Regions from separate parts of the Mus musculus genome. Here regions 1, 3, 4 and 5 are each linked to region 2. The links are chromatin contacts, called in public ChIA-PET, Hi-C, Micro-C and promoter capture Hi-C maps. All regions are on one chromosome and are shown on one strand. The core of a region is the stretch at or near the end of the contact, and the rest is flanking DNA. Distances in the headings are between cores, read along the strand shown.

Region 1 (4,086 bases), core at 230-2,729, 270 kb after region 2:
TCTCTCTTTCCCCTTTCCTCTCCCTCCCCTCCCTCTCTTACCTTCTCTCCACTCCTCTCTCCCTCTTTTCTCTCCCCTCCCCTCCCCTTCTTATCTAGATTTGAGGGAATGCCATCTGGATCTGAGTCTGGCTATGAAGTTTGTCACTTCTGCCTGTTATCAATGGTGCTTCGTGGTTCTTAAGTAGTGTGTGTGTGTGTGTGTGTGTGTGTGTGTGTGTGTGTGTGTGTGCGCGCGCGCGCTTTTTCTTTACTTGCCTGTCAATGGCCAATTGAGATGATTCTATAACTTGGCTGCTGTGAAAAGGTCTGTGGATGGGTGTGGCCATCTCTCTGGTGTGCTGACCCTAAGCCAGGAGTGCTATAGCTGAATCTTACGGTGCTACATCTTTTGAGGGGTCCCCATGATAATTCCCACAGTGGTTGGAATGGCCCGTATATGAGGTATCTTTTTCTCCCGCATCTTCTAAGCCCTTGTCAATTGCTTGTTTATTTTTGTGGTATTGGGAATGGAACCTAGGACCTCATCCACACTAGGCAACTGCTCTACCACTGAGTTACAACTATGAGGTCTGTCTGCCCCACCCCAGCATAGCTGTAGCCATTTTGTTCCAAGCCTGCCAGCTATTTCATATTGTTGCTGTAATGTGACCGTCAGTCATTGACCCAGAAAAATAACTTGACTCAGAGCAGGGTCATGCTGACCACATAACCTGTTGTGTTCTGTATGTTATGAGGTTCATTAATCTTAAGAAATTCAAATGTAAGCTCCACGTAGGACCAATCAGAATAAAGGTCCATTAGAACTGTTTGTCTAGCTAGAAATAGCTCGGGTCAGGGCAGCACTTCCTGCACCTGCACATGAGATCACTATAGGTTTTTTTGTTCTTCTTTATAAGCTGGCCCTGAGAAATGTTTGGGGCCCGTAGCCTCGGCCCCCAGATTCTGAGTTACAACCCTAATCGATCATCAGTATTAGGGTGCACTTTCAAGAAACCATCCCTGTCTAAGACCGTGTTTGTGTGGTTTGTAGGGTGACTCCTGGACCCCAACAACATCCACAGCAGCCACAGCCTATTTTACTTTGAGACAGGGTTTCTCTGTGTAGCCCTAGCTGTCCTGGAACTCTCTCTGTAGACTAGGCTGGCCTCGAACTCAGAGATCCGCCTGCCTCTGCCTCCCGAGTGATGGGATGCCACCACCGCCCGGCTTCATTTTACTTTTTTTTAAAGACAGGCTTTCCCTTAATTGCTCAGGTTAACCTGTAACTCATCTCCGCCCCCCTCCCCCTGTCATTTAATTTCAGGTGGAAAAGAGCAAGCGATCTACTCACAGTGACTGACAGCAACCTGAGGGCCGGGGGTGGGGGTGGGGGGGGCGGGGGGGGGGGGCAAGACCGGGGCTGGGGGGGGGGAGGCAGCAGAGGGTCTGCACACTGTGACAGCTGACATCAAGCCCCAGCTTATTCATTTGAGAAACACACGGGAAACCATATGTTTCCGTTCCCCATCTGGAACTCTTTAACACGTCTGCTTTCTTCAGAGGGTGTTGTAGAAAATTTTAATCCCTGTTTGGGGTTTTTTACCTGCCTTTGACCATATTTGGTTGCCAGATAAAAGACACACATAACCTTTATATTTACAATAAGCTTTAATCAGCACTAGAGCTGAAGAGATACCTCCCCTCTATGCAATTAAAGTCTTATTTCCCCAGTAAACCAGAGTTATTACTTACTATGCTTTATCTGGGCTGCTCTTAACTCCAGTTGGCCAGCCCTCAGGGCCATGTTTTCTTGACTCCCAACCCATGGTGGCTTCTCCTTCTTCCACCTTCTTTTCCCCTTTATGGTTCTCCTCTGACCCACAAGCCCCAGAACCCTAAACCCAACCTATATCTCAGCTATCGTCTGTTGGCATCTTCTTCACCAGTCAGAATAACCTAGGGGCATGGTCACCTGGGTCTCTGTATTATTAGCCTTAGAATACAAGCAGCACCAGGCCAACCCACGACAGAGAGAGACAGAGAGAGAGCACAAGAGTGCACACTGTAATACTAGAGTTGATTCTCACCTGTACATTTTAAAATTGTCTTATCTGCCGTATTCATCACCCATGCAGGAAGCAGAGCAGAGAAATTCTGCCTTTGATGCTCCAAGTGTTGAGCATTCAGGTGCTTGTCTTTAGTCACGTCTGGAAGATGTAACCCCACTTCCTGAGGAGTCCGGAAGACGTAACCCCACTTCCTGAGGAGTGCAGGCCTTGCCAGACACCCTAGGTCTTCAGATGCGTGTAATGTAATATGGCACCCGAACATCAGCTTGTTTTCGGATGGGTTGGCTCTGCGGGAAAATGGAGGAGGCTTGCACAGAACTTCCATATTGGATCATAGAAGGCTATAGTAAGAATACCCCTTTTTTCCCCCCAGTGGCTGCAATGGCTAATCCACTCTGGCCTTGAACTTGTGATCCTGTTGCCTCAGCCTTCCAAGTAGCTGAACCTACAGACCGGAGTCATGAGGCCCAGTTGTCTGTCTGTCTGCCTCCCTCCACCTTCCTTCCTTCCTTCCTTCCTTTCTTTCTTTCTTTCTTTCTTTCTTTCTTTCTTTCTTTTTTTCCTTCTTTCTTTTTTTCTGAGACTGGGTTTCTCTGCATAGCTCAGGCTGTGCCGGAACTCTCTCCATAGCTCAGGCTAGCCTCAAACTCAGAGAAGTGCTTGCTACTGCCTCCTGAGTGCTGGGATTAAAGGCAAGCACTACCACCACCTGGATATCTCTTTTATTTAATTCTCTTGTCTTATTGCTTTGGCCAGGAATTAAATCACTATACTGAGAGTAGAGAAAGTGAACACTCTCATTTTGTCCCTGACTTTAGAGGAAATGTTTTCAGCACCACCCCCCACCAGCCCCAGTTCAGTATGATGAAGCTGATTAACCATCCTCAAGACTGTGTCATTATAGTTCAGGTTTTTTTTTTTTTTTTTTTTTTTTTTGCTGTTGTTTTGTTTTAAGACAGGGCATTACCATGTATCCCTGGCTGGTTTGGAACTCTCTCTATAAACAAACACACAGCTGTCCTCCCGTTTCTGCCTCCCTCGGATTTAGCTTGCAGGTGTGTTTGGCCACACCCTGCTACATTTCAATTCTTGGGATACTAAAATTGCATCCATCCTTGTGACAGCAGCTCCAGGGGTCATTTCCTACTGTGACTCTACATCTTTAATGATTTGACAGTGTTCATTTGAACAGATAGAGAAACTAGCAAAATAAATAAATAAATAAAAATACCAAGCAAGCAAAACCCAGCATGCCTCTTCTGTCTCTGTGAACTTCTTTTTTCTCTCTCTCTTTTTTTTATTAGGTATTTTCCTCGTTTACATTTCCAATGCTATTCCAAAAGTCCCCCATACCCACCCACCCCCAATCCCCTACCCACCCACTCCCCCATTTTGGCCCTGGCATTCCCCTGTACTGGGGCATATAAAGTTTGCAAGTCCAAAGGGCCTCTCTTTCCAGTGATGGCTGACTAGGCCATCTTTTGATACATATGCAGCTAGAGACAAGAGCTCCGGGGTACTGGTTAGTTCATATTGTTGTTCCACCTATAGGGTTGCAGTTCCCTTTAGCTCCTTGGGTACTTTCTCTAGCTCCTCCATTGGGGGCCCTGTGATCCATCCAATAGCTGACTGTGAGCATCCACTTCTGTGTTTGCTAGGCCTCGGCATAGTCTCCAAGAGACAGCTATATCTGGGTCCTTTCAGCAAAATCTTGCTAGTGTATGCAATGGTGTCGTGAACTTCTTTCCATTCAAAAGATTCGTAGAATCAGACCATCATGAAATCCAGTTGCCGTCTTGCCTCCAGCAAGGCGAGACCATCTGTCATTTTCAAAAGGAAATTCACCAGTAAACAAAGTAATACCAAAAGGAAGGGGGAGGAGTTTTCAGTGACACAGGTTTTGAATTTTAGACTCTAAGAATTTGCCAGTATATATATATATATATATATATATATATATATATATATATACCTCCAATCTACACACACCTCCCCATCTCAAGTTATTTCTGTAAGTATTTGTTGCTTTTGGCTCT
Region 2 (4,101 bases), core at 1,152-3,651:
TATGCACGTGGGTGTCTGGGTATCACCGGATGGTGCTTTCACTGTTATCTGAGTAAGAGCAGAAGTCTGGAGGCTGTCCGGGCACATCAAAGCATGTGCAGAGCTCAGATAAAGGCCTTCTGGTTGCGCCCTCCTCATTGCCTGCGGGAGAACGTGGGGACCATGCTCATCCCGGAACGTTCAACGGGTTCAGATTTCATGGAGTAAACTCAACCTTGTTGGTCGTTGGTTCCAGAAAATTCTCCTTGGCCCTCACTCAGCCCTTCTCCTAGCTCAGAGAGAATTCCTTCCGAACTGCGCCTTTACCTTCCTGTGGTCCACCCCTCCTCTGTAAAGATTCCTTTACACTTGGAGCATCTCTTATTTTTGCTCACAGCCTCACTGGCAAATAAATAAAGAGAAGTATATAAACACACAAGCTAAGAAGCAAAACTCTCTCTTCTGTTTATTCCTTTTTCGTTCTCACAATCTATGGGGTTTGCTATGCATCCTTCCAGAACTTTCCATCTTCAAAAAGGACGGTGCTGATTAAAAAAAAAAAAAAAGCCACACCCATTGAGTTGCATTCTAGAGTCAAGCGGTAACCACACTACTCTCGCACTGTTATAAAGTGAGTCACAAAGCAGGCCTCTAAGATAGCTATTTAGGGGCCATTTCCCAATAGACCCCATGATGGAACTTCTTAAATGGTAAATTTGGAATCTGAACTCAGTCGGGCTGACTGCAGAGCCAGGCTGAGGCTTGGCTTTAGAATGTGGAATGTTAGAACGTCTCTTCATGCTCACTCACACAATGCTGGCGATAAAATATTTTAAAACATGCGTCTTAGCATTAGTATAGTGGTTAGAATCAATGCTTCAGGAAAGCATGCTCGTATATCATTTTCATGTGTGAATTTTTATTGAAATCCACTAGAAATTGTCCATAAATTTTTAAGTTTCCTTGTAGATAGATACTGTTAAAGTCCCTCTAGAAGACCACATGTCAGACATCGGGGTCCCTGGTTCCCTTAACAAAAATGTGTCACATTGCAGATAATTTAAAATATAGATGTTCACTGGGCAGGGTGGTACACACCATTAATCCCAACACTTGAGTGGGAGGAAGAGGAAGGTGGATCTCTATGAATTCAAGGCTAGCTTGGTCTACAAAGTAAGTTCCAGGACAGCCAGAGCTGTTACACACAGAAACCATGTCTCAAAAAACACACACAAAAACAGAATAACAAAAAAACCAAAACATATGTATGGGTAAATGTAAGACATGACCTAGAAAATCCAATGCAAAGCAAACAAACAAACCCCACAAGACAATGTTGTTGTTGTTTCTTTAAAGGCTGACTGTGAAGCTGAGATCGTTTTATTACAGCAGTCTGTACCTCTGCTGAAACACTAAGCCCTGATACATTTTACACATAATGTGGCCAATGTAGCCCCAAGGCTCTTGCAAAAAGACTTATCAATAGGCACTCAACTTGAAACAAACAACAGAACCCAACTGAGAACGTCAATTTCCCAGAAATCTTAGGTCTTTAAGTTTTCTCAAACACCTGGAAGATGGTCAGCATCCTCCATCCTTAGTCTACAGACAGAAATTACGATTTGGCCACTCTGGAGAGGCCTTCCTTTTGAAGGAGCCCTAGGTTGTCCTAATACATTCAATTGTGAGAGCCAGTGCATCTACGGGAGAGACTTAAACGTGAGGTTCTTTTGTTTTGTTTTGTTTTTTGTTTGGTTTTGGTTTTTTCGAGACAGGGTTTCTCTGTATAGCCCTGGCTGTCCTGGAACTCACTCTGTAGAACACGCTGGCCTCGAACTCAGAAATCCTCTGCCTCTGCCTCCCAAGTGCTGGGATTAAAGGCGTGCGCCACCAATGCCCGGCGCTTTCTCTTTTTTTCCCTTTTCTTCTTCTTGTTTGTTTTGTTTTGTTTTTACGATTATGTGTATGAATGCTCTGCCCTCCCGTATATGTGTGCACCGCCTTGGGCGCCGGGATCCCCTGGAACTTAAACTGCAAACAGTTGTGAGCCACCATGGAAGCGCCAGGACCCGAACCCGGGTACTCTGCAAGAGCAAGCGCTTGCTCCAAGCCGCCGTGGGTTTCGCGTTTCGTAATTCGAGTTACTGGAGAGTAACCAACTTGGAGTGAGGTGGTCGGCGCCATCCATGGCATTCTGGCATTCTCGCTCGCTCGCGCCTCCCGCTGGCCGCTACGAAGCTCGATCTGGTGGCAGCCCCGAACCACCCGCGACCGCTTCGCGCTGAGCAGCAGGGAAGAGGCGGAAACGGAACTGATGTCACCCTAACTCCGAGAGCGCTCCATCCCCAGTGACCACCCTTCCTTCCTTCCTTCGCTGGGCCCGGCCGGAAGCGGAAGTGGCTAAGGGGTGGAGGGGAGTTGCGGGAGGAGTGTCAGGTTACGCTCCGGCTCTGTTCGGAGTTCCAGTCGCGGTCGCCCGAGCCAGGTAAAGCGGAGCTCGGCGGGCGAGCGAGCGCGCGATCCGAGAGGGCGTGACTCGCGATCCCCGGGGGTCCGACCCGGCCTTTCCGGCTTCCTTGTGTCCCTGCAGATTCCCAGCCATGGGCAACACGAGCAGCGAGCGCGCCGCGCTGGAGCGGCAGGCGGGCCACAAGACGCCGCGGAGGGACAGCTCCGGGGGCGCCAAGGATGGGGACAGGCCCAAGATCCTCATGGACAGCCCTGAAGACGCCGACATCTTCCACTCCGAAGAGATCAAGGTGCTGAGTGGAGGGGCGTCGGAGCCCTCTTGACTCACGGGGAGGGTCCCCCTTTGCTGTAGTTCCCGCCACATTCCCAGCGTCACACCTTGGGGGGGGGCGGGGGAGGTGGCTCTGTCATAGCCCTCTTTGCCGTTCTGGGACTTGTGCCTAATTACCGATGGGAGGAGAGTCACCCTGGGCTTGGTTGAACATCATTAAGGAGAAAGCAGCTCAGGGACCGCGTTTGAGATCCTTAATTAATTAAGAGTCGAGCTAAACTGTAATTGAGCACCCGTGTCGACTTTTCTCTTCGGTGTAATTGATTGCGCGGCTTGGAGACACTTCAGGCCGACCGGCTTTTGCAAAAGTTGGGTTGGGAGTTCTAGTGTTCTTTTTGGCGGTAAAACGGGAGCACATACGTTAAGCTGGAAATGAAGTTGACTAGCTGACTGCCAGAGGTGTTTGGTTCTGACAGTTTCAGTCCACCCTGCTCACTTTATTTTAGATCCGGCAATTCCACTGGAGGAGGTCAGTGACCGAGAGTCACTCTGAACGCCAGCCAGCAGCTAATTACCCCCACTTCTCTCCCACGTTACTGAAATAATGCCTTGGACTTTAAGCAGACCAGAGCAAACAGATTTTTGCAGGCCAAGCTGAAAGTTCCTGCCTGAGCCACATTCTCTTAAAACCACAGTGAGGTGGCCAGTGCTTCCGGCTACAGGGCCCCAGTCCAAGGGCATTTGGTGATTCTAGGAGGAAAGAAGCTAATTGCTCAGAATAAACTACATTCAGGAACGTTGGCGCTCACCAGCCTGGTCTCTGTTACTTGCCGGGTTGCCAACTAATCCCCATTACTTAAACAGGCTAATTGCCTGGCCAGCTCACTCCGCTTTCACTCCCCCACCCCCACCCCCTAACTGGGCTACATAACCCACATTACTATTCTCCAGATCTTAATTTTGGGTCTGACTTTAAAAGAGCCTGCTTTTGCCAGGGAGTGGTGGCACAGCACTTTGATCCCAGCACTTGGGAGGCAGAGGCAGGCAGATGTCTGAGTTCGAGGCCAACCTGGTCAACAGAGTGAGTTCCAGGACAGCCAGGGCTACACAGAACACTTGTCTTGTGGCAGGAGCTTGTTTTCTGAGCTTGTTGCATTAGGGGAAAGGTGTGTACCTCGATCTTTAGCGTGTTTCCCGGTTGAGATTGTCCCCACCCCTAGAAGACATTTTTGCCCAAGGCTATTTAAGAGGAAGTAAAAGGTATTTGTGTTGTAGCCTGTGTATATTGGCAGTGCCCTCTGCTCTCTTTGCAGTGAACTGAGTAAACTTACTTTTTAAAAAGAAATGGGCGATGTGGTGCTGTTCTCTTCAGGGTCAGGGAG
Region 3 (3,745 bases), core at 129-2,628, 290 kb after region 2:
TGCAGGGGTTCAGATAGAAATCCCGCACTGCAAATGGCTCTCCGCCTGGCTCCCTGACTCACATAATTGTCCGCAGCCCCCTCGGACCACAGACCAGCTAGGATACCCCACCACAAGACCCAATCCAAATGGGGCTCCCGCCAGCTCCCCAAACCGAAGAGAGGCTGCGGGCTGGGGCCGCGGAGGCGAGGAAGAGGACGCGTGCCGCTGCAGAGCGCCATCAGGGGTGAGAGCGTGGGAGTCTGGAGGAGGAGGAGGCCACACCCAGAGGTGCGAGCGCGGGGGGCGTGGCCCCGGCGAAAACGAGGCAGGGGGCGTGGCCGAGCGCCAAGCTGAGGAGGAGTCGGAGAAGTGGTGGACGTAGAGCCGCACCCTTAGGTGAGCGCGCAGGGGGCGTGGCCACACCTAGAGCTGGGAACGAGGCTGAGGGCGTGGCTCCAGGCCGGGGGCGTGGCCGTCCCCACCCCCCCCCCCCACACACACACACGGGAGGGAGAGGCTCCGGCCTTTCAGGACGCGCTGAGCTTCCCCACGGGCGGCGCGCGCATCCGTCCCCGCGTCGCGTGAGGCCACGTCCGGGTTAGGCGGGCGCCACCTGGGCGCGGCCGAGGCGAGCGGAGCGTCGGCGAATCCCGCGCGGGCGCGGCGGCGAACAGGTGCCCGCGCGCGTCAGGCGCCGGCCCCCGGGGCGGGGAAGAGGGGCGCGGCCGGAAGCGCGGGGCGGGCGGGCGGAGGAGCGAGCCCGGCGGGCGAGCCGGGCGGGTTCCTCGGCCGGGTGAGCTGCGGGGCCGGGCAGGCAAGAAGGAAGGACTGCTCCGGGGCTGTGCGGCCAACGATGTCGAGCCGCCGCCTCGGCCCCTGCAGCAGCAGCAGCCGCCGTCGCCGCCGCTGCTGCCGCCGAGCCGGGGGACATGGAGCGCGGCTGCAAGGAGCGGCCGACGGCAGCAGCAGCAACGAGCGACGCAGCGACAGCGGAGCGCAGCCCTCCCCGTGAGGCGCCGGCCGGCCGGCGGCGGCGGCGACGGCGGCAGCAGAAGCAGCAGCGGCAGCAACAGGGCGGCTGAACCCCGGCCGCGGCGGCGATCCTTAGCGCGGCTTCTCCTCCCGCTCCGCACCCCGCCACCCCTCTTCAATCTCCCCTTCTGCCGCTCTTGCCCACCCCCGTCGTCCGCGTCCCGGGCGCGCGCCAGCAGCTGAGCCCCCCGGGGGCGGGGGCGCGTGTCGCCGGCGCGGGGGAGGGGCCGCCCGCCTGCCCGCCCGCGCGCGCCGCGCCCAGGGCTCGCGGGGACCCGGGGGGCGCGTGCCGCGGCGCAAGGCGAGGCGAAGCGCGGGGCGGCGCGGCGGGGCCCCTCCCCCGCCATCCCCATCCCCACCCCCCGCCTTGCAGCCTGGCGCGCGCCGGCCGGGCCGCACCGCTGCGGGCTCGGCGCGCGCGGGCCATGTCCGCCTTCTGCCTGGGCTTGGCCGGCCGAGCTTCAGCACCCGCCGAGCCGGACAGCGCCTGCTGCATGGAGCTGCCCGCTGGGGCCGGGGACGCAGTCCGGAGTCCCGCCACTGCTGCCGCCCTCGTCTCCTTCCCCGGAGGTCCCGGGGAACTGGAACTGGCCTTAGAGGAGGAGCTGGCGTTGCTGGCGGCCGGGGAGCGGTCGTCCGAGCCCGGCGAGCATCCTCAGGCGGAGCCGGAGTCTCCGGTTGAGGGGCACGGGCCGCCGCTGCCGCCGCCGCCTACCCAGGATCCCGAGCTGCTGTCGGTGATCCGCCAGAAGGAGAAGGATCTGGTGTTGGCGGCCCGACTAGGCAAGGCGCTGCTCGAGAGGAACCAGGACATGAGCCGGCAGTACGAGCAGATGCACAAGGAGCTGACGGACAAGCTAGAGGTGAGGACCTTCCGGCGGCATGGGTGGGGAGCTGGGGTGCCTGCCTGTCCTCCCCGTTTCCGTGCCTAGTCTACCTCGAAGAAGATCATCGAGAACGGGGAGGCAGGAGGGATAGTTTTCACCAGCATCAGCGCGTTCGTTGAGCCCACCTGCCTTTCCCACCCAGCTCGGATGTGAGTCCGTGCACGTCTCTCACCGTTGTGGGCCGTTCTATATATGTATTGTACACAGAGTCTAAAATAGAGCTTACAGTATGACTAATTTATACAGCACCAAGGCGATATCTGCACACAGAAATGAGAACATCGAGAAGCATTTAAAATATGCTTCAGGTGTTCGGAGAAGCAGTTAATCTCTAATCAGGGTGTTAGCCCAGAGCTTTCCAGTCCGGGCATTAAGGCCTCTGGATGCCCTTGTCTTAACTTTCTGGCAGAGAGTTGTGGGGAACAAGTGCCTCGAAAGGAGCTTTATATAGCTTTCAAATGCTTAGGGATTAGGGGATGTGGTTCCATTGCAGAAATCAGAGAAGGCAGGGCTCATCATGTGATTAGTTTGGGCTTCAGTAGCTATGTGTGTCTCAGTAGTACTTTCCTGTGTCCTGGGTCTTAGCATGTATGTTACTTTTAACCACTACTAAAAACATTTCCCCTCACCCACCCCTGTGGGAGGGTCGTTTCCTGGCAAAATGGTTCAGTGGGTAAGGTCACTTGCCCCAATTGGTTCCTCAGAACCCATGTGGGATGTCACTAGCAACGTGTCCTCCGGCCTACACACACACCCCAGTTAATAAATAATCCTAAGTACGTTTTCAAATGAGTAATATTTCTGTTAATTCCATGCAACAACATCGTCTACAACTGTGTTTATTGGGATTTTGCTCTTAAGCAGAAAGAGTCTTGAATGGTAACTGAGGGTACCTAGAAAAAGATAGCCATTCCAAAGTGGTAGGTTTTCAAAATAAAAAGGAGAGCAGGCTCGAGCTGTGGAAACAGCCAGGCTTTTCTGGCCCTCTGCGTTCAGCACTGTTACCCATTTTTCTTGGACTAGTTCTCCTCGTTCTCATTACGAGAACATCATAGTACAGATGTGACCAGGCCCGAAACTAGCCCTCTGTCAGGTTCTCCTCCACTGCTTCTGTTTGGTCAGAATGTGAGTGGACAAACACTTCTGCCGTGGGATTGATGTGCGTCTAGAGTCTAGTCACCTATCGAAAGTTAAATCAGAAGAAAGGAAACCAGTGAGCGGCCTGTGTTTCAGCCGGGCCCGTTATCGAGGCCTGCCGGTCGATGGACTCCTGATACATGGCTTGAAAAGTTGTCTGTGAAACCTGGGCCCGGACAGCCAGAGTACAACAGAGCTACCTTAATGAATTGACTTGTTTAGTCTCCACTTGAAGTAGAGGTCTGGAAATACAAGGGTGTCCCTTTCTTTCCAAATCAATTCGGTTACATGACACTGTAAAGTAGTGACTACCCCGGAGATGTGCGCTGGAGATTGGAAATTCCTTCAGAGAGGGACTTGAGTGAAGAAACTGTGAGCTTGAAAAGAGCATCCTATCAGTCTGATGAATGACAGATTTCATGGTGCACAGTTACACAGATCCTGGTTTCCATGTGGCGTTCTCAGTAAGGGCAGGATTTCAAAATTCCACAGCAACAAAAAGGTTCTCCTGTAAAGGGATAAATAACGACCTCTGACATTTTGTAATTGACTCCATGGGTAAGCCTAAAATAGCTTAACCTGCTTAAACTATCACTGAAGATACTATCATTGAAGACCTACACTCTTGTGCCGGTCTGCTTGTGTTAAATGCCAGTGTTAAACTTTTAAAACTCGGGGGTGGGGGTCGGGCGGCGAGGGGGCGTTGT
Region 4 (3,851 bases), core at 987-3,486, 470 kb before region 2:
CAAATTCAGCTACCCAGAGCCCCGCCTCTCTGACTCTGATGTGGGAGCTCTAAGACTTAGAGATGGGGAGGGGGGCTCCTATGAAACATGGTGCTCCATCCCAAACCTAAACTTTGTTAGCTGGGGCAGAGAGTGTCTGGATACCAGGAAGCAGAATGCTTGTGTTTAGGGGAAGGAAAAAACTGCTGGTTTTAGATCTTCAAAACTTGGTTCTGCTGTGTTACCTTGGGTAAATTACATAGTCACTCTGTGCTTCTGAAATAACTGAGAAAATACGACCTTGCTGCATCCTCCTCAGGACTGAATGAGGCATGTTTACAACAACCCTGGAATCCAAAGCACTAAAGGTCTCAGCTACTAACAACCCCACACCTCAGTCTACACAGTTATTCGTTTCCTTCTCCAGGTGTGAGTAGCTGTTATCATTGGGGGGGGACGGAGCTGACAGCCAGGCCGTAAGTCTCATCTTAGTTCTGAAGTTTTTATATAAGCACCTCTTCCCTCCTAGCCTGTGGCTTCTTCTTTCCATATTAAGAAAAGACGGGCTTTTTAAATGAATTCTCTCAGTCAAGGACCTGAGCCCAAATCACCCTGGGTGCAATGGCTGTCTGCCTTGTTCCTCCAGCATCTCAGAGAGGGCAGGCAACTTCTTCGGAGCCACACAGCAATTAGAAGGGCTTGTGCTGCTGCGGACCCACTCCTCGGTGTGACTCTAGGCGACCTTTCTTTTGAGAGTCTGAAGGCATAACAAGGGGCCAGGAAACGTCTGTGAACCAAACAGGCAACATTCAGGCCCTTAAGAAACTTAGATTCATCGAAGGGCACGGAGAGGGTCAACAGGGACCACAAATATGCCGGTGTCTGGACAGCGAGTTAGGAAAAACTGCCTGGGGGTGTTGGGGGTGGGTAGCGAGGGGATGGGCAGGAGGAAACTGCACCTCAAGCATGATTGCAGAGTTTACCTAACACTGTCAGGATGAAGGGTGACTCAGAACAGGGGGTCTACGGAACTGGAGGGGTGAAGTCAGACAACCGCTGGGGTAGCTCCGGCATCAGGAACAGCACGTGCAAAGGCCCTGACACAAGAATATAGTGTCTCTATTCACATACGGGAAACAGCAAAGAGACCAAGAGAGAGGGGACAGAGCAAAGAAACAGGAGGTCCAGTTCAGTCCAAGCAGCAACGGGCCAGACTGTGGGCACTGTGGTTGACTGTGCTTAGGGAAATCCTCATGGATGTCTGTTAAGGGGAAATGTCAGGATCTGCCCCAATATTTAGTGGGGTTCCTTTGGCTACTTGGCCAGAACTGATTGCTGTAGTGCGAAGCAGGGAGACCTGGAAGGAGGCGTGTCTTAGGAGGCTTTGGCGATGAGTGAGAGGGGGTGGGGGCTGGGACCGGCTGGGACCAAGCCTGAAGACCAGACCAGAATCTGTGTAGAATTGGGAGAGCAATTGGTCTCTGGATATATTCTGGAGAAATCATTGAAATTGCCTGTGAGGTTTGACAGAGAATATGAAGGGTGACTGTATCTAAGCTTACCGAAGGGAGCCGCCATCAAAGGAGAGGATAATGTTTATCTCTCTGATTATTTATATTAGAAACCCTTCTAGCTTCAGATTAATACTCACAAATAGCAACCCCACGATGGCGCTTACAATCGACTACAGTGGACCACCATGTCACAGACTACCGAGTCACTCTGTCTGAGCCACTCCTTCTCAGGAGAACTGCAGCATTCCCGGATCTGGCCATGTGTGAGTCTCAGGATCAGCCTCATGATGGCATGGGACAACTGGCAATGAGGATCTGTAGCTCCAGGGGGCACGAGCTGAGCTCCTTTACCAAGGGAAAGAACACTGTGTCCCACGCGCCCTCTGTCTCTGCCTCTTCCACTGCCCGTGAGCCCTCCATAGTGGATAATTCCGTTGTCATCCCAGCCTCCTGGCCTCTTCCCCAGCCTCAGCCTTCTCCTTTCCGTTTGTGTAATCTGGAGAAATGCGTTCCTCCTGTAGGGGCTTTGGCTGGACACATCTGATTGATGTTTTTTCTTAAATGGGCTACTCTCTGCTGAGAGGGAGCACGTGCTTTGTGATTTTTTTTTTATTCTCCCTCTTTTAAATGGCAACAAAAGACAAAATCCGGTTTTTCCCTGAAACCATTCCAGCACAGAAGGATGCGTTCTAAACACAGAGCCAAGGCAGCTTGGCTTGGTGATTCAGCCTGGAGCCGTGGAAGGTTGAAGGCTTAACTAATTGCCAGTCTTGCGTCTGGCATCAAGAGGGACTTCTCCATCCTCCGGCCAGAGGAAGAAACTGGAGGAATGAGTGGAACTGCCAAGGGAGCGCTGAGCAGAGTAGGCTGAAGCCCAAGGCATCCGGGGACCGTGTTCTGTGTGACCGGGAGCCAGTGCCATCCCTTCTCTGGGCCTTACAAGAAGAAAGGTCTAGCCTTCATCTAAATCTGATGTCTCCCCAAAGGCTCGTACATGACAGGACTGAGCTTCAAACTTGGAGCTCTGAGAGGCGGTAGAGTCTTTAAAGGCGGAGCTTCACGGAGACCCTTTAAGGTCATTGGGGCACAGGGTCTTGGAGAAGGGGGGCGGGTGCATCAGTTTTTGCCTCCATCTCTCACTTTGCCATCCTGGCCACGAGATGGGCAGCTTTGCTCTGGTATACTCTCTTCCAAAGCAAGGGAGCCAATGGATCATGGATTGAAGCTCCGACCCTGTATACAGCAGACACACCCCTTCATATGGTCATTGCATCAGACATTTGGTATCTGACTAACATGGACCTGGAGGGTCTTAGCCTCTTGGTTGATCTTTCTAGCGCAAGAATGTTTATAAGGATAGAGCCCAACACTGGGAGGAGACTGGAACACAGATGAAGAAGATTTAAAAAGCCAGGTGAAGTTTGCATCCAGACTTTAGGTCCACTGGCGAAAGCTCCAGGCAAGCCAGCTGTTTGCCCACAGTTATATTTTCTGAAGGCACAGGCACACACCACAGCTCTCTCCCTAACTCTATTCTACATTCAGATAGATCCTTAGTATCTGGTGCTGTCACTTTTTATACATCTCCTCCACACACATTTCTGAATGTGCCAGCCTGGTTTCCAGTAGAGAAGACCACTGGTTTCCCCTGAGCATTTCCTCTGACCAGTGAGAGTTGGCTGCCTGGCTGCAAAATGGCGGGATTAATGTCCCTTTGGAGTACCCATCCACTCACAGCTAACGTGAGCTGATGGATGCATGCCCAACTTCTTCATGCATGGGTGGAGAGACTTAGTGAGTGTGGGCTACACTGGCTCGTGGTGTTGCCCTGGAGAGTTAGCCTTGGTTGTCTCTGTGGTGGTAACTGGATGTTGTCCCTGTCTCTCTCACTTCCCAATAGAGCATCTTGTCACAGACGAGCTGCCCCTTCGACCTTACCTCTAAGGCTAAATATAAAGCCCGATAGCTAAGATGACCAGAGATATTGCGTCAGATGATGATGATCCTGTAATCCAGACTGCATAGAGCTGAGCTGAAGGTGCAGCTGCCTAGGGTACCACAAGGTATCGCCCTGTCTTGGGCCAGAGCTTTGCATATATTTGCTCACTCTTGCCCATAGCCCTAGAAGACAGCCAGTACTATCAATCCCAGCTGATAGGTGAAGCCTAGAGAGTTGAAGCCAGTCAATTACTCAAGAGTATTAGACTGGGTTTTGAACACAGCAGTATGGCTCCAGGCCACGCCCCTGAATTCCCTGCATGTGACAAGAGAAAGTCATCAAATTGCAGGGTCTGTTCAGGGCTTGGAGAGCCTTCGAGGCAGTGTGAACACAGTCAATGAGAAGCAGCTGAGCCCAGA
Region 5 (4,083 bases), core at 847-3,346, 360 kb before region 2:
GTCGAAAAGTTCACGGAAACTTAAGTCTCCTGGAACCGTGGCATCCTGTATAAAAAATGCTCCAATGTCCTTGCTTTAGTTGGTAAATGGATCTGTGTGCTTTCCCTTAATATTGCTTTATTATAAGTGCTTCTATGGATTGATTTTTGATATATAGCTAAGTTAGATTCCTCATTAGTCCTAGGCAGTCCTTGAGCCGATCTTGGGCTTTGAATTCAGTAGGAATGTTGCCTATTCAGTGACATTAAGAATTGCCTCAAGTATTGTAAGAGAGATAGTGAAAGAAACCAAGCATTATTGTCTACTACGTAGAGTTAGAAATCTCAGGGCAAACTACTCCCATATGCAGGAATTTACCATTATCTAGGAAGAAGGAAGGTTGTGGTCTAGGGAGGAACCAGAGTAGATACTTAGAACTATAGATAGCTGAGTTACACCCATACACAGGAATTAACAATGGCCTAGGGAGAAGGTGGACTATACAATAGACTAGAATAGGAACTAAGGCAAGGGCACGATGTCCTCGCCCCTGACTTCTAAGATTAAGCTGACCTTAGGTGGGGCTGCTTTTGATCCCAGATGTTAACATTGAATTTTATCCCAGCTGGTTCCTGCCAGTCCTTCATGTTTGCATTCCTCTGTTTTATGTAAGGATCTGGTAAAACCTCTTTGTACCTTGCGGGCGTGTCACCTTAACTTCCCTATTTTCTTCTCTATAAAAGGTCTGATGCTCCATTTGACAAATTACATTCAGATCCAGCACACTCTCGTGCCTGCGTCTGTCAATTCTCGCTGACTCTATGCCCATCTGTCCAAACCCCTGATTCCCATGGATTGAGGGAAGCTGACTAGGCCCGGTCCGTGGCAGTATAGAACAATCTCCTTTCTCCAATGTGTGTTTTTGGGAAAATATTTGACAAGAATCTTTCTCAAAAGTCGGGAAGCCGAAGCTGTGCAGGTTTATATCTGGACTTTCTGTCTTATTAACTGACCTCTGATTCTAGTTTTGTGCTAGCACAATGCTGTTTCTTTTCTACCCTGTGGCCATATAATATAATTTCAAATTAGGTACAGTGGTACCTCTGGTTGCTTATTTTGTTTCGTTCTTGCCTATGACTGAACTATCCAAGGTGTTGTGTTTCCAAAGTTTAAGATATTTTCTGCTTCTGTAAAGAATGATGTTATAATTTTTATAGGGATTGTATTAACTGCATGTCACTTTCAGTAATATAGCCACATCTTTACATTATTAATCTCCCCAATCCTTAAGCACATAGACCATTTGGTTTTTCATCCATTCGTCTATTGATGGTTTTTTCAGTGGAAGTCGATATAGTTAGGTCATGGCAGATAATATTACCTCAGTTAGCTCTTATACCCAAGATGGTAAGTAGGCAATCAGTATTTCAACTGGGCAGGTGAGGATGTCGGGACTCGTGGTAGTGAAGGAGATAGCCCATGGTCAGATAGTCAAGCAGTGGTAGACCTAAGATTGGAAGGACTCCAGCTGGTTCCCTTCCCATCCGATGACTCATGCAAGAGGCTTCTCACTGTCATCCAGAAGGCAGGAAGCAGAGAGCCCCTCACCACAGAGGAAGCCTGACCCTGTGGCTTAAACACAGCCGTTTATTTTCTCACAGTCTCAAGTTGGAAGATCGAGATCCAGGTACTGGCCAGTTTGGGTTTTCTGAACTGTTCTCTGCAGCTGAAGACAGTCACCTACATGCTGTCCTCAGACAGTGTGGGGAGATGAGAGGGATTCTCTGCTTCCACCCTTGTGACGCCATCAACCATGGAACCAGGGCCCCACCTCCATGACTCACTTAGGCTCCGTGACTCCCTCGATGGTAGTTACGGTCACGTTGTTGTGACCAAACACCTGAAAGAAACAAGAGAGGGCTGTTTTGTCTTGTGGTTTCAGAACAGTTCTTTGAGACACATGGTCATCATGGCAGCTAGGATGCCTGTTTGTGAGCCTCTGTACCAGAGACTTTCCACAGAGATCTCTGGCCCAGCCTGGGGCTAGGTTCCAGCGAAGGGAAGCGAGTGTGGGTGTGCGGGCAGGAAGGGGAAGTCGCGTCCACCACTTCTGCTGCTGCAGTTGGCTCCTGTCTCTGCCGTGCCTTCCTGCCTTCCGGGCTACTCAGTTACTCTGCGCTGCCCTGCACTGAGTCATGTCGGGCTGGACCAACGAGAGGCTGACTAGCCAGTGAGGAGTGCGGCGGAGCTTCAGATGGCGTTTCAGGAGAGCAGACCTCTTCCCAAGTGTTACAGTTCTTAAAACAGAAGGCTCGGATGACAGAGTAGTTTTCTCGCACTTTCAATTCCCTGGATAGGATTTATATACAGTTTTGGGAGTGATTCAGAGTTCGACAGCAGATACCTCTCATTGGCTTGGGGAAACCTTATTTGCAAGTGGGAAGACTTGGTGCTGCTCCTACGTGACTGAGAGCCACACAGCTCTACTGTGGGGAGCTGTGGGAGCCTTTAACTGTGACCGGAGCCAGGGGCCCAGGAGGTGTGGTTGAACACCTTCGGTCCCATCCAGGGGGAAATCACCACCCACCCGGTCACCGGGATTCCAGACAAAGGAAGTGTATGCTGGTGAATTCTCGCTCTTTGGCAATACCAAAAGAAGGATGTATCTCCTCCAGAGGCCACTCCAGTGAACCACTTTTGCCAGCTATGCCCCATCACCCCAAATTTCTAGAGCCCCCAAACCAGCAACGGCAGTTCAAGAAACACCATCACCCAAGTCTGAGTAAGACACGGCCCAATTCCAACTGTTCTAACCTTCAAACACAGCCACACTGGGGCTGAGAGCATGAGGTACAGATCTTTACAAAGTACGAGTGTGTGGTTTCCTGTGACAGCCAGAAGACAGCATCGGATCTCCTGGAGCTTGCGTTTTTTTAGAAGCCACCTGACATGAGCGCAGGTCTTCTGAAAGAGCAGCAGCTGCTGATCACCACCAAGCCACCTCTCCAGCCCCAAGGCATGGGTGTTCTTTGAGGAACGGGAGCATTCAGTCTCTAGCAGATTCTTTTCCAGTTTTTCTCTTCCCTCATCTGGATTCTACACCACACACACCCTACTGACGGAGAAGCTGTTCACGGCGAGAGCGAAGAGACAGAGAGACAAAAAGGCGAAAATATCCAGCCAAGCAGCAAATATTTACTGACTTGGTAGATCTTTTCCTTTACTCCCCTCACAAATGAAAACAGACCAGAGCATCCACTACTGTCTTCTCGGATTATTGAACTAAAACTATTTCCCACCACAATGCTTTTATTAGTAGAATGATTAGATTTTTTTTTTCTTCCAGCGAAGTCATTACTGGAGCAGGAGCCTGTGGCCATCCAAAGAAATACCCCAGACTAGCCTAAACCGACAGCTTTCTCTCATTTGTCTGTGGGCAGGGACAGCATCCATTTCCTTTCCTTTCCTTAATCATATTTTTTTTGTAACTCCATAAAACATTTTAGTGCAGCAAAATGAGAACATTAGAGGAAAATAAACACCAACGCCCCTGCCCCCATTCAGAGAACAGAGCAAACTATGATTCTGTTTATGGCTGCCCCGCTGGCATTGCCCTCATGATGATTGGCTGGCCAAAATGACAGTAAGTAAGTTTGCATCCTTCCTCTAGTGCATCGTGTACCACGAGCATCTTTCCCCTCCCCAGATTCAGGATTCCCCTTTAAAGGTCTGCCTGCTACTGGATTCTGTCAGATGGGCACTTCATCATTGATGTAGGAGCAGCCACACCCACCCCCGCCCCCCACGTTACATGGTTAGGCTGCTTCTCGCCTTTGCCTTCTTATAAATGAAGCAGACTGAAATGAATGTTCTGGGAGCTCAACGTTTATGCTCGTCCATACTTCCTTTCCTAGAAGTAGCATTCTTGAGTTAATGCGTGCTCACAGTTTTGTTAGCATTACTGATCATTCATACAGCCTATACACATATACTTTGCTCTCAGTGGGGAGGGTTTTGTTTCCCCCCTTCTGTTTTCTCCTTTCAGGAGACATCTTTAGGGAGACAGGTACAACACAGAAATTCAAATAAATACAGCTCATTATC

The links. Promoter capture Hi-C pulls out the DNA fragments that hold promoters and counts their contacts. A called contact is a pair of places that touch in the nucleus more often than the background predicts. ChIA-PET counts read pairs in DNA pulled down with a chosen protein or histone mark.
Region 1: a contact with region 2 is called in an RNA polymerase II ChIA-PET map of memory CD8 T cells, with 9 read pairs. The contact joins the enhancer-like site here to the promoter of Prkab1 in region 2. A contact is called at or near these places in 2 of 39 promoter capture datasets (hippocampal neurons and stem cell-derived epiblast-like cells), 1 of 484 Hi-C or Micro-C datasets (cortical neurons) and 5 of 115 datasets of contacts at active chromatin or transcription factors (the SCID.adh cell line, embryonic stem cells, kidney and 1 more).
Region 3: a Micro-C map of embryonic stem cells shows a contact between it and region 2, with 2.9 times the contacts expected there. The contact joins the promoter of Bicdl1 here to the promoter of Prkab1 in region 2. A contact is called at or near these places in 2 of 39 promoter capture datasets (hippocampal neurons and neural stem cells), 10 of 484 Hi-C or Micro-C datasets (CD4 T cells, the G1E-ER4 cell line, the N1E-115 cell line and 5 more), 8 of 115 datasets of contacts at active chromatin or transcription factors (effector CD8 T cells, embryonic forebrain, embryonic stem cells and 4 more) and 1 of 9 other capture datasets (adipose tissue).
Region 4: a promoter capture Hi-C map of hippocampal neurons shows a contact between it and region 2, with 2.3 times the contacts expected there. The contact joins the enhancer-like site here to the promoter of Prkab1 in region 2. A contact is called at or near these places in 4 of 39 promoter capture datasets (embryonic stem cells, hippocampal neurons and stem cell-derived epiblast-like cells), 1 of 15 datasets of contacts at CTCF or cohesin (embryonic stem cells), 1 of 484 Hi-C or Micro-C datasets (microglia), 5 of 115 datasets of contacts at active chromatin or transcription factors (bone marrow-derived macrophages, embryonic stem cells, forebrain and 1 more) and 1 of 9 other capture datasets (embryonic stem cells).
Region 5: a contact with region 2 is called in a Hi-C map of double positive thymocytes, with 4 times the contacts expected there. The contact joins the enhancer-like site here to the promoter of Prkab1 in region 2. A contact is called at or near these places in 1 of 15 datasets of contacts at CTCF or cohesin (large pre-B cells), 2 of 484 Hi-C or Micro-C datasets (Th1 cells and double positive thymocytes), 9 of 115 datasets of contacts at active chromatin or transcription factors (embryonic stem cells, large pre-B cells, pro-B cells and 2 more) and 1 of 9 other capture datasets (embryonic stem cells).

Annotation. Positions count from the first base shown.
Region 1 is chr5:115,753,119-115,757,204 of GRCm38.p6, reverse strand. No RefSeq gene overlaps it. Among named protein-coding and RNA genes, the nearest start is that of Bicdl1, 24 kb to the right of the region's middle. Within about 2 kb of position 1,479, at least 32 of the 459 cell types and tissues checked have an H3K27ac peak or open chromatin away from gene starts, as enhancers often do. A contact at or near this core is called in the SCID.adh cell line and memory CD8 T cells, where this site is marked.
Region 2 is chr5:116,022,728-116,026,828 of GRCm38.p6, reverse strand. Prkab1 (protein kinase, AMP-activated, beta 1 non-catalytic subunit) reads left to right here and starts at 2,401. Exons shown (of 7, transcript NM_031869.2): 1 at 2,401-2,738. The coding sequence starts at 2,580. It overlaps Gm13842 (predicted gene 13842), which reads left to right. Exons shown (of 2, transcript NR_165276.1): 2 at 1-418.
Region 3 is chr5:115,729,254-115,732,998 of GRCm38.p6, reverse strand. Bicdl1 (BICD family like cargo adaptor 1) reads left to right here and starts at 1,378. Exons shown (of 9, transcript NM_001080808.2): 1 at 1,378-1,877. The coding sequence starts at 1,440.
Region 4 is chr5:116,497,461-116,501,311 of GRCm38.p6, reverse strand. All of the region lies in intron 1 of Srrm4 (serine/arginine repetitive matrix 4), which reads left to right. Among named protein-coding and RNA genes, the nearest start is that of Srrm4os, 61 kb to the right of the region's middle. Within about 2 kb of position 2,236, at least 20 of the 459 cell types and tissues checked have an H3K27ac peak or open chromatin away from gene starts, as enhancers often do. A contact at or near this core is called in forebrain and hippocampal neurons, where this site is marked.
Region 5 is chr5:116,379,369-116,383,451 of GRCm38.p6, reverse strand. No RefSeq gene overlaps it. Among named protein-coding and RNA genes, the nearest start is that of Gm36841, 25 kb to the left of the region's middle. Within about 2 kb of position 2,096, at least 54 of the 459 cell types and tissues checked have an H3K27ac peak or open chromatin away from gene starts, as enhancers often do. A contact at or near this core is called in Th1 cells, double positive thymocytes, embryonic stem cells and 1 more, where this site is marked.